2 separate regions of the Mus musculus genome follow, and region 2 is linked to region 1. Evidence: chromatin contacts called from public HiChIP or PLAC-seq data. All regions are on one chromosome and are shown on one strand. Each heading gives the region's core, a stretch centred on a gene start, on an enhancer-like site or on the middle of the called end of the contact. The rest is flanking DNA. Distances are from core to core; before and after follow the strand shown. Region 1 holds the start of Atp12a (ATPase, H+/K+ transporting, nongastric, alpha polypeptide). Region 2 holds the start of Ctsg (cathepsin G).

What was found. HiChIP or PLAC-seq counts read pairs in DNA pulled down with a chosen protein or histone mark.
Region 2: an H3K4me3 HiChIP or PLAC-seq map of forebrain shows a contact between it and region 1, with 3 times the contacts expected there. The contact joins the promoter of Ctsg here to the promoter of Atp12a in region 1. A contact is called at or near these places in 1 of 39 promoter capture datasets (cranial neural crest), 1 of 484 Hi-C or Micro-C datasets (embryonic stem cells) and 1 of 115 datasets of contacts at active chromatin or transcription factors (forebrain).

The regions. Positions count from the first base shown.
Region 1 is chr14:56,363,759-56,366,376 of GRCm38.p6, forward strand. Atp12a (ATPase, H+/K+ transporting, nongastric, alpha polypeptide) reads left to right here and starts at 1,310. Exons shown (of 23, transcript NM_138652.2): 1 at 1,310-1,531; 2 at 2,191-2,340. The coding sequence starts at 1,523.
Region 2 is chr14:56,101,253-56,103,870 of GRCm38.p6, forward strand. It overlaps Ctsg (cathepsin G), which reads right to left and starts at 1,322. Exons shown (of 5, transcript NM_007800.2): 1 at 1,130-1,322; 2 at 345-492. The coding sequence starts at 1,184.

The DNA of each region.
Region 1 (2,618 bases), core at 60-2,559:
GTCAAGTTTAATGTTATCCTACCCTACACTTGACGCAGACAGATACAACCTTCTAAATATTCTAAATTCTATTTTTAAGGCCCTGCCTGCACTTTGCATTCTGGGTCTGCTCTTGAAACCCCATAATGACCGTGACCCAGGAACATCTCTCTGGGACTTACTTCTCCAGCCTATGTTGTCCCTGAGTTAAGGGCTGGCCAGAACAGCTGGTAAATAAATAAAAGTCGCCTGCAGCACCACCCCTCAGACCCCACATTCTCCCCTGGAGGAAGCAGGGAAGACAATACACAGGTCTGGAGCACTGTGGCTCCAGTCTGTGTTGCAACACAACATCCCCTCCAAGTCTAAAGAATCTGTGGAGTGAAGACGTTGGACTCATTGTTTTGTTCCTGGTCCACAGTAGGAAAACCCTAGATTTCCAACTTTGCCCTTTCTGATTGCAGGAAAAGGGGAGGACAGGCAGGAGGTAGTAAAGGCAGAAGCGATGGTGAGCAGTATTTTGGAGAACAGAGCTATCCATCTGTGTCGTCAAAGTCCTACCCAAACCCTGGCTCTGAAAACCTTCAGCCTGCTCCTCCTTGGAGCTCTGATCTAACCACCACCCCCAGGTCCCCTTATCCTCTCTACTTCCAATATTGTTTCAAAACTCCAGATTTTTATTTCTTTTCTGGATCTTTACAAAGTAATTCAGCTACTCAATAAAGTCTTTGGCGGTTGGCCCAGACTGCTCCGGAGTCTCACTTATCTAAGCAAATGCACTCTAAAATTGGTATTTATTGTTCAGTCACCTTAGATAGATTCCCCGCCCCACCCTCATTTACACATTTTTAAAATAAATTCCTTTATTGGTAAGGAAACTGCAGTTTTAAAAGAAAGTGGGTGTGGATTTTCATAAAAGCTCCATAGGGCGTGGATGAGCCCAGGGCTTGCAGGAATCCGGGGTCCGACTGACAGAAAGGCAGTGGCGCTTGCACGGGGGCTGCACGCACCTGGCGCGTGCCACTGTTGTTGCGCAACCGGCTGGACCTGGTCTCCAGACCCGCCCTAAGGCAGACCCCGCGTCCTCCAGCCAGGTATCAAGAGGAGTCCCCACCTAAGATCCTCAGATCCCTGGCCACCAATCCTACCCCACCCAGGCTTGCGTGTCCTCGGGTTTCCTACCCCAGGGGCGTCCCCAGTGCAGTGAGCTGCGTCGCCCCAGGTACGTGGGCGGAGCGCGCGGCATTTAAGGCGCGCTCCACCTCCCCAGGACAGCGGCTGGCGGTCGGCCGCGGAGGTGCGTGCTGGGTCCGGGTTGGTGCCTTGTCTCTGTAACGCCAACATCGTCGCTGTCACCACTCAGGGACCCGGACCTGCACACCGCCGCGGCAGCCGCCACCGAAAGATCGGACCTGTCTCTAGGAACCACAGTCCAGCGCGCCGCTAAGGCAACGCGCGTCCTCATACTTACCGGGCTCACCTCAGCACGCCAGCATCCGGTGTCTTTCATCATTTGCCAGCGGGTTGGACCACCAGTCACAGTATGCGCCGGGTGCGTGATATCTCCAGGTCTAGTGGGGACCTTAGACGACCATCGGGAAGCGCAGGAAAAAGAAAAAGAAATGCTTGGTCTTGGGACAATAGAGGTTATAGTTCTTAACACTGAACTCAATCCCAGCTGCCAAGAACATATATGGTAAACTTTTGGGCAGACAGTGTATAGAAGTTAGTATAGTTGTGCAAGAAGGGTCCTCAGAGTTGCCAAGCACAGCAGCTGTTCTGCAAGCTCCAATTCGGAGATGACTTGGGTTCTGTTGGATGCAAGGGTCTGAAAAGGCACGCTTGCAGTGAGCCTATTTGAAACTAAACCGCTTCCTTAAGAAGCAGTGTGAACCATGGACCAAGGTGCTAGGGAAAATGATAACTTTCACGCCTGCCCAGACCCAGAGAGGGGTCCCTTGAAAAGATGCTGCTGGGGCTGTACCAGATGAGGCTTCTGCCTCCACAGAGAAGGGATTTTGTGTGTGTGTGGGGGGGGGGGGTAAGGAGGGAGACTTCCCACAGTCGGGTCCTCCACTTCCTCTCCAGCTGGAGATGAAGGGGCTAGCGCTCTTCTTCTTCTAGGGATACCCCCACCCTCTGGGAGGAACTAGGCACCTCCTCAAGGAAACCTGTCTGGAGCTAATATTTACACGTCTGCTTCTCTTCCAGAAAACAGAAATCTATTCTGTAGAGCTCAATGGAACTAAAGACGTCGAGCTGGCAGACCAGAAAGATGACAAAAAGTTCAAGGGCGGGAAGAACAAAGACTCAGAACCCAACAAGAGTCAGGAGGAGGAGCTGAAGAAAGAACTTGATCTGGTCAGTCCCCTGAAGGCAAAAGAGTCTGGTGCCTCCTCACCAGAGCATGTGCCATTATAACTTCCCTCTGGTAAAGGAAAAAAAAAAAATGGCATCAACGTCTTGGAATATCTTAGAAGGGTTCCAATCTCCTTGTTTGTTGCTTGGTTGGTTTGTCTGTCTGTTAGAGCATGATGATAACTTTACTTGTTGGGTTCTGTTCTCCTGTGTCCTCCTCTATCCTTGCTGCCAGATTCCTGTGTTCTGGTTGGAGGCAGTCCTAGACAGGACCAGGAGGT
Region 2 (2,618 bases), core at 72-2,571, 260 kb before region 1:
GTGTGTGTGGGGGGGAGGGGGATAGGAGGGCCTTGGGCCTGACCCCTTCTTGCTGTTTCCCACAAACCCTGAACTGGGGAAAGCAGATTAAACAGAAACAGTTTGAGTTCTTAGTTAGCTAGCGCCCAGCCTGTGCTTTCCACTTTCTTCTGTTTGGTTGGTTGGCTTTTGGATCATAGCCTCCTTTTCTGTGTACAGACACTTGCTTCTTACTGCCCTCCTCCTGGTCTCATCTTGTCTCCAGAATTTCATTATCATTATACTTAATTGTAATAGCATACGTTCAGGCTCTGTGGAGGGAGTCTGGGGACACTGACTTCCTGAGAAGCGTCTGAGTTCCTCACCTTCCCAAGCAATGAGCTGCTGTTAGGACGAAGTCTTCTCGCACCAGAAACCCTCCACAAGCACTCAGCCCTTCTGGACTCTGGATCAGAAGAAATGCCATGTAGGGGTAGGAATGGGGCCTGGCTTCTCGGCCTCCAATGATCTTCCCTGCAAAGAAAGATCTGGCACTTACCCGTGTACCTGGGAGCTTGCCGGCAGTGCCAGGTGGGCAGCTTTAGAAAGGCTGCAAGTGGGGGAGGGAGGTGATACAGAGGAGCTTTGCAGGCCTCCAGGCACATGGAGAAGATGCTAAGACTTCACAGGAGTTACTCCTAGTTTGAAGGGAGACTCGTCTCCTTCCCAGACCTTTGTGTGCTCCTCCAAATGGAGAAGGATGTTTGTTCCACATGAGGCTGATTCTGGCTATTGAGACGCTTTCCCAAAGTCTGCGCTTTCTCGGTTCCCTGGTACTTCCTTCCTCAGAGAGCACCCCATGGCCCAGAGTCTACCTTCTCAAATCATGGCACTAGATATGGGTGACTGAATAAATTTATGTAGGAAACATTTATATCGTACTTTCTATATGTCAGGGCCAATAACAAGACTCTCTTGTTTATTAACCAATGTAATTGTCATAGCAACCTTAGGCCACAGTATTAATGCCATTTGCATTTTATAGGTAAGGAAACTGAGGAGATGTGAGTTCAAGAAATTTACTCAACAATGCAGAGTTAGGATTGCTACAACTTGTCTATTCAAGTGTATAGGACAGGACCTGATCTCTGAGGTGTGGTTGGCCACTCACCTGCCTCATCTCCTTGGAGTAGAATAAAGGTCAACAGGAGCAGGAGAGGCTGCATCTTTCCAGAACCGTTGCTTAGTCAGTTGCTGCCGGGGCTTTTCTCTGCCAGACTTTTATCCTCCCCTGGAGAGAGAGGAAGGAAGGGTGGTTCTGAGAGGTCACAGATCTATTTTCCTGCTCGTGTGAAAGGTTTCATCACCCAAAGCTTCCTAGGAGGTTTGCACACCAACTGCCAGTGATCGGGGAGAAGGGAGGGTTGCCCACGCCCATGTGGTGTCCCACACAGTTGCCGTGTCCTTGCTGACAGCAAAATAGGAATCCAGCGAAGAGTGAGGTCTTTGAATACTGTGTACCGAGTTCACCGTACACGCAGTAATTCAGAGAAACAGGTGACTACTTCCTTTTCTTCCTCTCCTTCTGGGAGATATATAAATAGGGAAAAATAAAGGAAAAAGGATAAAATAGCCTGTGTATACAGGAAAGAGGGATGAAAGATACACACCCAGTTATGTAGATACAGGTGTGCACAGGGCATTTTATACTAGTGATCAAGGAATTCGTGTCAACTTTCCCACTGAAAGCAACCAGAAACATGGCTTCTTAAAATGACCCGAGAATGTAAAAGACTGAGAGCTGCCTGCACAGGACTTATCCTCAGGCCCTAACTGAAGGAATAGTGAGTCTAGGCAGGAAGCTACAGGGAAGGCACTGAACCCATGAATTATGAACTTTTGATAATCAAAATAGTCAGAGGCTGCTATATGACTCCTGCAGGCAGGGTTCCCATATCTCTTATGAGATTAGCATAACTTTAACACCAAATCCAGTGAAAATATTAATTCTTGATCTATGAGGAAGATATTGGCGTGTTACATTTTTCAAGTCCTTATTTGTGCTTGGCTCCACTTTCTCTCTAGAAAGGATTCCTTGATGTGGTGTCAATAAGAAGACATAGTTTAATTTTTTTTCTACCCAGAAAGTATGTGCCCATGTAAGACATTAGAAGCATGTGTTTTATAAATATCATTTATCACCATGAAAAGAAGACAAAACCTTACTTTGTCAGAGGATGCAGCCTTTATCACAAATTAAATGTCCAGGCAACACCCATACCTTATGCGAAGGGAGTATTATAGGGCACTATTACTTTTGAATACACATCAAATTTGATACAAGTAAAAACACATCAATTAACAAAAACTTACCTCATGAGAAGATTGAGTTTATTCTAGGAGCACGTGGTTGCCTTTGCATTTGGAAATGGGTTGCTATAGTAACTAACTGATTACAGAGAAACACTGTTCACGTGATGCAAGAACAAAAGGAAAAACTGTCCAAACATTTGCTAAAATTCACAATCATTTACTGAGCTTTTTTACAGCAAGCTAGAAACAAATCTGATTTCATAAAATTCCACACTAATCATAGTTAACAGTGAAACATCAAACCCTTTTTCTTTCTGAGCAAAAATAAATAAATAAATAAATAAATA